Regions from separate parts of the Mus musculus genome. Here region 2 is linked to region 1. Evidence: chromatin contacts called from public Hi-C data. All regions are on one chromosome and are shown on one strand. The core of a region is the stretch at or near the end of the contact, and the rest is flanking DNA. Distances in the headings are between cores, read along the strand shown.

The links. Hi-C and Micro-C count contacts between places; a contact is called where the count stands out from the background.
Region 2: a Hi-C map of cerebellar granule neurons shows a contact between it and region 1, with 2.2 times the contacts expected there. The contact joins two enhancer-like sites. A contact is called at or near these places in 10 of 484 Hi-C or Micro-C datasets (the N1E-115 cell line, adipose-derived mesenchymal stem cells, brain and 6 more).

The regions. Positions count from the first base shown.
Region 1 is chr5:130,869,853-130,875,735 of GRCm38.p6, reverse strand. It overlaps Galnt17 (polypeptide N-acetylgalactosaminyltransferase 17), which reads left to right. Exons shown (of 11, transcript NM_145218.3): 11 at 1-785. Among named protein-coding and RNA genes, the nearest start is that of Gm40337, 18 kb to the right of the region's middle. Within about 2 kb of position 4,460, at least 2 of the 459 cell types and tissues checked have an H3K27ac peak or open chromatin away from gene starts, as enhancers often do. A contact at or near this core is called in cerebellar granule neurons and cerebellum, where this site is marked.
Region 2 is chr5:130,936,778-130,942,883 of GRCm38.p6, reverse strand. All of the region lies in intron 6 of Galnt17 (polypeptide N-acetylgalactosaminyltransferase 17), which reads left to right. Among named protein-coding and RNA genes, the nearest start is that of Gm40337, 85 kb to the right of the region's middle. Within about 2 kb of position 3,738, at least 62 of the 459 cell types and tissues checked have an H3K27ac peak or open chromatin away from gene starts, as enhancers often do. A contact at or near this core is called in cerebellar granule neurons and cerebellum, where this site is marked.

The DNA.
Region 1 (5,883 bases), core at 3,211-5,710:
TCCCTGTCCCAGTCACCCAAAGCCCTAAATATGGACAGCATCAGCGCTTGAGCCTGTGTCTAGAGGGAGCTGGAAGTCAGCTGCTCATGCTGGATGCTCCTAGCACCTGGCTAGTACAGCAGCTCTGCCTGCCAAGGACAAGGTGCCCTGGTTTCATGGAGCAGCAAGGGTCTTCCATGCAGGACATAAGGGCTGAAGAGTCAGCCTAGTGATGGGCACAGGGCCCTCTGTGACGCTTACTGCTCAGCTCATTTCACCCCATGCTTTGCTGGCTGATGGGGGACAGAAGCGGCCATTTCCTCTTTTAAGAGTGATTGCTTCTTTCCAATTGCCCTCTGGTTAGGGTGCACTTATAAATCAGAGTTAATATATGGATGTGTCTGCATGCACGGGAAAGCAAGAGTGTGCCTGCCTGAGTGATGTGTGTGGCTGGGTGTATGTTTGCGTGCTTGAGCGTGCGAGTGTGCTTGAGCAGTAGTCTCGGGCTTGTAGCTTCATTGCTCAGTGGATAGGGACAAGGACGCCTAGAAGAATGGGGGGTGGGAGGCATGTCCCTGGATCACGGGCCCAGAGGATATGTCTGGGTCTTACATGCTAGGGTAACCTTTCTCTATCCCCTCCTCCAATCCACTACTGTCCTTGGCCATCTCCTGCCCAGAGCCAAACCCTGTAGGTGCCCAGTGTGGGATCCAGTATCTCATTTGGTGGTATCTTTATTGGTGATCATCTCCTTGCCCCATCTCCCCTCCTTGTGGAATAAATATGTTAGCAATCCCACAAAGCAACCTTCAGCCTCACCTGCTCTTTGGGGTTTTGTATTGTTTGCTTTTGTTGTTGTTACTTTGCAGTTGGGGTTCAAATCAAACTCAGGCACCCCACCTGGGCAAACTACACACCCAACGACAGTAGGAGAATTTCTGAGACATGGCGGAGCGTTTTTTATTTAGGTTTAAAGGCAGTTGAAGCTTGTTTTGTTTTGAGACAAAAAAAAAAAAAAAAAAAAAAAAAAAAAAAAGCAGGTTAGGGAAGGAAAGGGTTTACCTGACTCACAATTCCAGGCTGTGATCGATTATTTCAGGGAAGTTAAAGCAGGAATTTGAAGCAGCTGGTTACATTTATGTCTGCAGTCAAAGTCAGAGAGAAATGAATGCACGTGTGCTTGATTTTGCTCAACTCAGCTTCTCTGCTATTATATAGTTGAGGACCTCCTGCCTAGGGAATGGTACTGCCCACAGTGGGTTGGGTCTTCCCAAATCAATTAACTTCATTAAGACAGTCCTCTTAGACCTTCCCACCGTATAACCCAGCATAGACAATTCCTATTGTGACTCTCTTTCTGGGTGACCCTAGATTGAGTCAAGTTGACAATTAAAGCTGAGCATCATTGCTACCATGTCTGTGTGGATTTGGTCTTCTTAAAGGTAAAAAATAAAATAAAATAAAATAAAATAAAATAAAATAAACATCCAAACCAATTCTCACAGATTGGGGCAAAGATTGCCTACTTTTACACACAACATCTATTCAAGCCTGGACAGAACTTGGTATTTGACACTAGCTCCCCCCCCCCCCCCTTGCTGACCTCAGGTTAAGAAGGCCAAGTTGTTCGGAAAGCAGTGAGGCTGGTGCTGAGACCTAGCCTGGATACCTGATCTCCTCCTTCTATTACCTTCAGCAACTCCAACTGTCTGCAGAACACATAGTCGCTCCGGGTGTTCATGGAGAACCTTACAAGATGCCTTGTTATGGTCATGGTGGGCCCTATGTCTCTTTTGTAGGAAGAAGCCAGGAAGCACCATCTTAGTTGATGTCCGAACACACACACAGGGAAAGAGAGATAGGAACAGAGGCACAGACACAAACACAGACAGACAGACAGACAGACAGACAGACAGACAGACAGACACAGAGGTGGATACAGGTATAGATTTAGGTATCAGTGGCCATATTTCTTATGTGCCCTTTGAAAATTGGGGCTACGACAGCATACCCATAGAAAACATTTATCTTCAGTTGTCACCTTAAGTACCAGAGTCTGAGAATTTTGGGTCCATGGAGCAATGGAGATGGGGAGGAGAGAATTGGCAGGCCAGAGAACATGCAAGCTACATTTGGGCTCCTGCATAAAACCTCCTGAGGTTGCATCCACATGGGGTACAATGGCCAATGTCCTGGGACTTCAGGACCACAAGGCAGTGGGGCAGGATGTCTGTCCAGCTGGCTTGCTATGTGGTGGGGAGTGTTGGGTCTTGTCTCTTGTGGGGCTAATTCCCTATGTGTATCAGTACCCATACTTTAAATCTGAGCACAGGTCCTTGGTTCCAGGGTCCTGGAGTTGAGCTGGCCATTTCTATAAGCACTATATGTTAATAACTTTCTCCCAAAGCCTGAGGATCCCTAGAGAGACCTACCAACATGCAGGGTCAGCAGCCAGGTCATCCTATAGTCCTACATAGGTTGCAAGTGACTAGAGGTCAAGGAACAAAAGAGAAACTGGTGAAACCAGAGAGAGGGGACAGAAGAGAAAGGCCGAAGTGCTTTGAATGTGAAATGTCCCTAGCAGGCTCATGTGTTTGAACACTTGGTCCCCAGCAGGCTCATATGTTTGAACACTTGGTCCCCAGCTAGCAGAAGTCTGTGAACCTTTGGGAGTGGTGAGACCTTACTGAAGGATATGAGTCACTGGGGGTGAGCTTTTAAGGCATTTGTTTTTATTGGGATACATGAGTGCATGCCCACATTTGTGTATGTGTGTGCACATGCAACACAGAACATGTGGAGGTCAGAGAATGAACTTAGGTGTTAGTCCTTACCTAATGTTTGAGGCCTCTTGCTGTTCACCACTGTTTATGCCGGGTTACCTGGCCCATGACCTTCAGGAACTCTCCTGCCTCTGCCTCCCATCTCCCTATAGAAGCACTGGGATTACAGACATGTGCTACCATAGCCAAGCTTTACATGGGTTTGGGGGATCTTGTGCAGCAAGTGCATAGCCCAGTCGGCTATTTTCCCTGAAATTCTTATGGTACAAGACGTCCCACCAACTCTCTGCTTCTTGACTATGGATGCAATGTGCCCAGGCAGCTCACACCCCTGCAGCCATGCCTTTCCTGCCATGATGGACTGTATGCCTTCTCTAACCATGAGCGGACATTGGTTTGGTTTTGTTTTTGTTTTTTTGTTTGTTTTTAAATCAGGTGTTCTTTTACAGCAAGAAGTAAATTTGATAACAGAACCCTGAGGGAACCTTTGGTCCTAAGTCCTTGGGAGTGCTTGAATGTCCCAGGGGGTGTCATCTTGCATAGTAATGGCAGAGCAGCCAGCTCCAAGCATACAGCTCAAAGAAAGCTTGTGGTCTTTCACCAAAGACTGGTATATGGCACAAGTGACAAGTGCTGGATCACTTTCTCACTCTCACGATCACCTTGGTCTCAGAGGTAGGTATGGCTGAGGGTGCTGGGCTATGGAAGTCCAGTTCACTGATCCCCTTCTTCCTCATATTGACCCCCACACATTCCTGTCTATGACCCTTTCTTGGTCTTTTGTCCATTCCATCCCTTAATCTCACATATAGTATTTCTAGTTTGTGCCCGAGCTATCAAAGCCTGTTCCTGATAGATGCCCAAGCTATCAAAGTCCATGTCTTTGAAGCTATGTGTTGTGTTTCGAGTGTTTTCATCATGACCGTGCCCAACTCTGGGGCCCAGAAAAGTAACAACACGAAGGTGAGCATGGTGATGCATGTCTATGATCCCAGCCTTCAGGAGGCTGAGGCAGGAGGTAAGCAATGAGTTTGAGGCCAGTTGTATTGTTAGTTCCAAGCCAGATGGGAATGTATAGTGAGACCCAGTGTCAAAAGCCACAAAGGAGAAACAGTGAAAGGAAGGAAGAAAGGGAGGGAGGGAGGGAGGGAGGGAGGGAGGGAGGGAGGGAGGGAGGGAGGGGAGGATGGAGGGAAGGAAGGATGAAGGGAAGGAAGGATGGAGGGAGGGAGGGAGGGTAAGAGATGAGAGGGAAAGTGATAAGAGAGAAAAAAGGAGAGGGGAGAAGAGAGGAAAAGGGAAGGAGGAGAAAAAAGAGAAGAAAGGAAGGAAGGGGAGGGAGAGGGAGAGGGAGAGGGAGAGGGAGAGGGAGAGGGAGAGGGAGAGGGAGAGGGAGAGGGAGAGGGAGAGGGAGAGGGGTAGCTATACACAAGACAGAGACAGCAGTATGGAAACTGGAGGTCATACTGCCATCTTTACTGTGGGTTCTAAACTCACTGATTTCACACATTTCCCACTGCTACCGAAAAACATTCCCATTTTACAAAGTGAGCCCCACAAGGCCAGGCCACTCTGCTAGGACCGTGAAAGCACAGATTGTCCCCAGTTTATAGGCCAGGCTCCTTCCCTGAACCTTTCTGGGCCGCTTCTATGGGACAGATTATTGACAGCTGGAGGGGGTGGAGCTGTTGGAGCCTGCTGAGGTGGCCAGGTGGTTCACCGGAGCCTGCTCGCCTGCCTGCCAGCCAGCCTCCTGTTCTGATTGTCCAGACTCTCAGATCTTGTTCTACAGGCTCTTCCTCTCTTTTGAGTCCTCGGCTGCAAACTCTACTTTTTCATCGATCACATAACTTTTCTAGATCTAAGTTAGGGGGCCGACAGGAGATTTTTCATTCTGTAAAACCATTTCGATGCCAGTTGACAAGTGTATTCAATCACTTCTCCCATGGGGTGCTTTGCACAATTCCTTTTAGAAATTAAAGCCAGGCATGGTGGCGCACACCTTTAATCCCAGCACTTGGGAGGCAAAGCAGGTGAAGCTCTGAGTTCGAGGCCAGCCTGGTCTACAAAGTAAGTTCTAGGGCAGCCAGGGCAACACAGAGAAACCCTGTCTTGAAGAAAAAGAAATTAAAGAAAGACACACACCACACACACACACACAAGAGAGAGAGACAGACAGACAGACAGACAGACAGAGAGAGACAGACAGACAGACAGACAGACAGAGACAGACAAAGAGAGAAATGTAACTTAACAGAACATTTAAGGGGCTGAAGATTGAATGCTCTCTTCAGAGTTAAGAGCATTTCCTGCTCTTACACATGATCCAGCTTGAGTTCCCAGTACCCATACTGCAGCTCACAACCACAGGTAACTCCAGTTCCAGGCAATCTTATGTCATCTTCAGCCTCTGTGGATGCTGTATGCATCTACCTCTGTCTCAAGAGTGTCAGGTTTAAAAAAGCATAGATCATTATGCCCAAGGTCTGCTTATATTTTTATTTTTTTTTTTAAAAAAATTAGGGTCTAAAGGGATGGCTCAGTGGTTAAGGGATCTTGCTGCTCTGGCACAGGACGTGAGTTCAGGTCTCAGCACCCCCACACCAACGCATACACATACATACACACACATGTTTATATACACTCAAAAGTGAGGGAAGGAAGGAGAGCAGGCAGGAAAGACAAAAAAATCACACTGAAACGTATTGAGAATTTGCAAGTTATGATAAATAAACAGATTTCATGATCTCTGCCCCCCTTTGAACTCATATTTTAGGGGCTGGAGAGGTGGTTCAGTGGTTAAGAGCACACTGTTGCTCTTTTAGGATACATGAGCTCAGTTCCCAGCACTCGCACCAATCACTGATCAATTCACAACTACCAGCTCCATGGATTCTGATGCCCTCTTCTGGCCCCTGGGGGCATTGCACTCATGTGAATCTAACCCCTGACTTTGAAATAAGAACTTAAAAAACTAAAATCCTTAGAACTCATATTTGGGAGATAAAAGCAGGGACAATTTCTTAATGTCCCTGTTCCTGGGTCAGCATGGGTCAGGAAGGAGAGGGGATGGGTCTGGGTATACAACATGGGCAGATTCTCTTATTCTTTCCCCTTACAG
Region 2 (6,106 bases), core at 2,489-4,988, 68 kb before region 1:
TATTCTGAATGAATGTTTGTCTTGGATTTGCTTCTGTGAAGTTTGTGGATTTTGGGGGGGAAATCTGCGCCCGATGGGATCAGGCATCCGTCAACCTTAAACACGACTGGAAGCACAATGTCTCAGTTAGCACTGACTGCCAATTTGATACAACCTAAATCTATCTAAAGAGAATTGCAATCGAGGAATTTCCCAGATCAGATTGGCCTGTGGCTGTGGCTGTGGCTGTGGCTGTGGCTGTGGAGGGGTTGCCATGGTTGTTATTTGATTTAGGAGGATCCACTGCAGGAAGCACCATTCCTTACACAGGGGTCCTGAGCTATAGAAGAAAGGAAACTGATCATGAGCCTGCCTGACAGCTGGCAGCGCAGCCTGCATGGTTCTTGCCACACTTCTTTAACTATAAAGTGAGTTCCTTAGTCAAAGGTTATGCTGTGTGCAATAGCAAGCAGTCATGGCTTCAGGTTCCTCCCTTAATATCCCTCAGTGATGGGCTGACTGTGGCCTGGACCTGTAAGCTCAATAAAACCTTTTTCTCTCTAAGTTGCCTTTGATCAGGGTGCTTTGTCACAGTAACAGAAAAGAAACCATAGCCACCTCCTTACGAGTAGGAACCCCTGAAACAGGCAAGAGAGCAACCACTGCGGCACTGAGAACCCAGGCGAGAGAAAACGGTGAATCGGATTTGCCACAAGACAATAGATATAGTCCCACCACTTTTCCACACACAGAAAATTACATGGCCGGCACAAAAAAAGTATAATTAAGCTTTAATCCCATTCAACAAACATTTATTCATAATTACAGGAGGAATGGGAGAACGAATGTAATTATTAGAACTGTAATGCCTTCTAAGGAGGAAGGAAGAGAGTCAATGTGCCCGTGCATCAGTCACAAAAACTGATATGCCAAGCTTCAAAGCGTTCATAGATCTCAGAGGCAGGAAATTTGCACATCCCCATTCACTGATCACAACGTAAACCGACTGCAGAGGATTAAATAGGAAGATCTGGGAGGGAAAGTGTTCCCAGATACCGCAGTCTCAGGTGAAGAAGACGTCCAAGCCTATCCTAACAGTACTTGGCAAGGATCAGGGATCCTTTGGTGCATCTGACCTCTGGTTATAAATCTTTATGCATACCAGCGAGGGCTCCCAGGTATGTTTGTCTTGAGACAGTTGTGTTGTTGCTGCTGTTTTTAATTTTGCTTTGCTTTTATAATACTGAAGATTAACATCAATAAGACAAGCAGCTCCAACCTTCACTGGAGGAGTCTAGGCAGAAGATTTATCACTGAGCCACACCCCCAACCCCTCATTAGGGGATTCTGAGCAGAAGATCTATTACTGAGACAAACCCCTAGCCCCTCACTAGGGGAATCTAGGCAGGTGCTCTACCACTGAGCCACGCCCCCAGCCCCTCCCTGGGGGATTCTAGGCAGGTGCTCTACCACTGAGCCACGCCCCCAGCCCCTTACTGGGGGATTCTAGGCAGGGGCTCTACCACTGAGCCATGCCCCCAACCCCTCCCTGGGGGATTCTAGGCAGGGGCTCTCCCACTGAGCCATGCCCCCAGCCCCTCACTGAAAGATTCTAGGCAAGTACTCTATCAATGAGGTACATCTTAGACTCTCACTTAAGTTGCCCAGTCTGGCCTTGAAGTTACCCTTTAGTCCAGTTAGCCCTTAAACTTGTGACCCTCCTGCCTCAGTCTCTTGTGTAGCTGAGATTACCAGACTGAACCTTCAGGCACGGCTGACATTGTTATATCATAGACAAATGTGTCTTTGACTTGCCCACTGACTGTTACTTTTGAGTAGGCCCCACTGTCTCCATGAATGTCTCTGCTGGACCTTTTCCTCACTGCAATGCCTGGAGCACAGCAATACAGAATAGATGTTTCTAGATGTCACAGACTCCTTCTTGGAGCCCCGAGTAGCCGTGCACTATGGAAAACAAACCACACTTCTTTTATTTGGGGTTTAATACACAAACTCTTGGGAAACGAGAGGAGCTGTAGATGATCAAGTGCTGTGAAAGGCAAAAAAGCAAACAAAAACAAAACAAAAAACCCGGAGAAAGGGGGATAGCACGATATGAGATAATCTAGAATGCTCTGATACCGGGTGCAATGGGAAAACTGGAATAGTACCTAAACCCAAAGACTGGTGTTTCAGTCTAGAGGAGTCAGACCCTCAGCAGTGATGGAATGCTTTGGAGAAATGTGTAGAAAGCAAAGGGAGAAAGTCCCCCAGTGTGACCCATCAGAACCAAATTCAAATTTATACTGTGTTAGTTTTTATTACTGGGATAAAATGCTATGAGCAAAAGTATCTTATAAAGGAAATGGTTTACTTTGCCCTGTACTTTCCCAATGGATAGAATCTATTATAATGGGAAAGGCTGGACAGTGGAAACCTGAGAACATTCTCACAACTTGAAGCAGGAAGATGGCACTTCACTTGAACAGGAAGCAACAGGAAAGAACAGGAAGTAGGGTGAGGCTACAAACCCTCAAAAGCCCACCTCCAGTGACATACTTCCTCCAACAGAGCTCTACTTCCTAAAAGTTCCATAGCTTTCTTAAACAGCACCGCCAACTGGCGACCGAGTGTTTCGAACATGTGAGCCTAAAGGAGACGTTTCACATTCAAACCACCACACACACCAGCACACCCATATCCAGCCACATCTTGGCTTTTAATTGTTTACCCCACCTTTCTGTGGAAGTAATCAAGCCAAAGACCTGTTCTGAGGAGATGTGAAGAAATGTCTGTCCGCCCTAGACAGGGTGCAGACATGAACAACAGAAACAAGTATTTCCAACCAGGGGCAAGTTGGTGAAACAATGAATTTAACTGGAGTTACCCTTCTGAAGTTAAGTGCATATAAAAATAATCTGTTGATGCTCTGGGCTGACCTCTTCATAGTCTGCGTGTGTGTCTGCATATGTGTGCATGTGCGTGTGTGTGTGTGTGTGTATGCGTGTGTGTATGCACATGTGTGTTTGTGTGTTCATTTTGCTTTTTCTTTCTTTTTCTTTTTTTTACTTCTTAGTATGAATGGCTGACCTGGCCTTCAGCATCATGCCCTTCATACATTTATTCAAATTAATTTTTTTTCATTTTGAATCAAAGGAATTCACAGAGATGAGAGTGTGGTATAGCAAGCCATTGTGTAGATGTTCAGCTAAAGCATGGGCTCTTTAGCGTACTGGCTAAATGAAAGGTACTGTTGTATTAATACATTTAATTTGACATAATTACTTGGCACAATGAGAACCTGAAGTGATCTATTCCTTCCAGAACATTCATTACCCCCACTGTGACAGACAGTGAGAACATGCATCCCTGCAACCGTTTCCTTTGGGAAGGAAAGGACATTTGGGCTGTAACATTGACGGAAAACCAGGATAATTTTCCTCTGAGATTCCTTTGTTCCCTTTCCCCTGAGCTTCTTCATCCCACCCATGTAGATGTCAGCTGGGTTGGGGGAGACCTTCTGCCTAGCTGTGCAGCATGCTCTTGGTTTGCCAGTCCCTGGGAATGGCAAGCACTTCTTTTTCTAGGTCAGGGAATAAAAATTCTAATCCCAAGCTATCAGGTCCTTAGGTGTGAACAGATCCTCCCCTGGGAGTCCCAGCCTGAAGGTGGGTCACTCTGGCCATTCCACTCCCCTGTCCCTAGACTATGGTAGCCCCTGCCGATGCTGGGAGGCCTGGCTTTGAATCCAAGCCAACCTTGGTTGCTGGTTCCAATTAAAAAGCAATTGCATTCCCAGCAGTTCAAGACTGCAGCCAAAAATACAGCCTGTTCAGAAAAAAAAAAAGCCTGGTCTTTTTTGAGAAGCACTTACTCCACAAAAGGGCTAGATGCTGCTCATGACAGCCAGTGACAACACAGTCAAGTGTGGCACAAATTTAGACGTTCAAAGATGAAACCAAAAAGGAGCCAGTTTGCCCTGGATTATCTGGTGACAGCAGTGAGATTTTCTGTTGGTTTTTGTGTTCTCTCTCTCTCTCTCTCTCTCTCTCTCTCTCTCCCTCCCTCCCTCCCTCCCTCCCTCCCTCCCTCCCTCTCACTCCCTCCTTCCCTCCCTCCCTCCCTCTTTCCCTCTCTTTCCTACCACATTTATTAGAGGATAAACAAGAGCTGACCTTTTGTCAGGCAGCAAGGAACCAGAACGATTGCATTAAGGAAATCAAAGGCGAGAAGGTCAGAGGGTCACCATTAACCACACTGGGGAGCTGTCATCCGTGGCTGCCTCAGCCAAGTGGGCATCCATCTCTCCAGGAGTGGTCAGTCTGTACTCCCTGGGAGGGCCAATAAGCAGGCAGAGCTGGGGGGGGGGGGTGGACGACAACGACTGCAGACCACATGTTCAGCTTTCTCCACAAGTGGGATGGTGGTGCCTCTGTCCTAAAAGGCTGTTGGGTATAAAAGCTCATCCACTCGGAAGGAAGTTAAGAACCCCCTAACTAGATGTGCATGCCTGCGGGCCTGCCTGTGAGCTCAGCATGTGGGAGGTGGAAGCAGATGGATTGTGAGTTCCATGTAAGCCTGGGGTACTCAGAAAGACTGTTCCAAAAGGAGAGGGGAAGAGGAGGGGGAGGGAGGCAGAAGAGGGGGAGGAGGAAGAAGAGGAGGAGAGAGAAGGCAAACAGGAGAACCAGACAAAGGAAACAAAGAGGGAGGGTCCGCCAGAGGAGGAGGAAGCAGAGGTCTGTCTAGCTTGTCTCAACTGGTTGATGCTCCAAGTTTTCCTTGAGAGTTTTATTTTCTTTTTTAAAATGTTAGCTATTTTGATTTTGATTTATGTGTATACATGTGTATTCTACCCGGTACCTGGAGAGGCCAGAAGAAAGTATCAGAACCCCCTGGGGCTGTTTTTCCAGGCTGTTGTAAGCAACCCAATGTGGTTACTGGAAACTGATCTTGGGTGCTTGTATGAGCAGCAAGTGCTTTGAACCACTGAGCCATCTCGCTTCTCAAGACTCTGATTTTTCATGTAAGTAATCTGGGGTTTTTATGATAAGACCATTCAACTATATCACCCACAAAGCTAGGATTTCCAAACACAGATCATCTTGTAACCCATAATTTGGGAATGTGACTCAGATTAAAGTCGATCAACCCATTTCCGGTAGGAAGGATGTTGAACCTGGGCTTGGGCATGGTTGACACACCTGCAATCTCAGTACAGTGGATGTAAAAGCAGGATTATGACTTAGACTGGGCTCCAGGAGACCTTGTCTAAAATTGTCAACAACAAAAGAAGAATGAAAGGAAGGTTTTTGTTGTTGTTGTTCATTTTTTTTCCCCTGTTTGAGACAGAATCTGACTGTCTTAGGGTTTTATTGCTGTGAGCAGACACCATGTCCAAGGCAACTCTTATAAACGACAACATTTAATTGGGACTGACTTACAGTTTCACAGGTTCAGTCCATTATCATCATGGCGGGAAAGCATGGCAGCATGCAGGCAGACACGGTGGTGGAGAAGGCTACATCTTGATCCAGAGGCAGTCAGGAGACTGTCTTTTGCAGGCAGCCAGGAGGAAGGTCTCTCTTCTACACTGAACCCTGGGAGCCCTCAAAGCCCGCCTACACAGTGACACACTTCCTCCAGTGAGGCCACACCTCCTAATAGTGCCATTTCCCATGGGCCATGCATATTCAAACCACCACATTGACTATGTAGCCCTTGCTATCCTGGTACTTAATATGTAGTCCAGGCTGGTCTCAAACTCACATAGATCAGCCTGCTTTTGCCTCATGAGAGTGGTAATCAAAGGTGTGCACCGCCATGCCTAGCAAGAAGAAAGAAAAGAATAAATGAGTGAAGGATTTATTTTGGCTCAGTTTCAGAGGTCCAGTTCATGGTGAGGATGGCTCCCAAGTGCATGGGTAGAACCTTGTAGTTGTAGAACATATGCTGGAGTCCTTTCTTTACTTCTTAGCAGAGAGGAAGCAGAGAAGTGAAGATAGATGGAGGAGCCAGGGCAAAATGTAACCAGAGCACATACTCTTAGTTGCCTACTTATATCTCCGGCTTACCACTACTTTCCAATAACAGCATCCCATTATAAATCCCTCAAAGAATACATTGG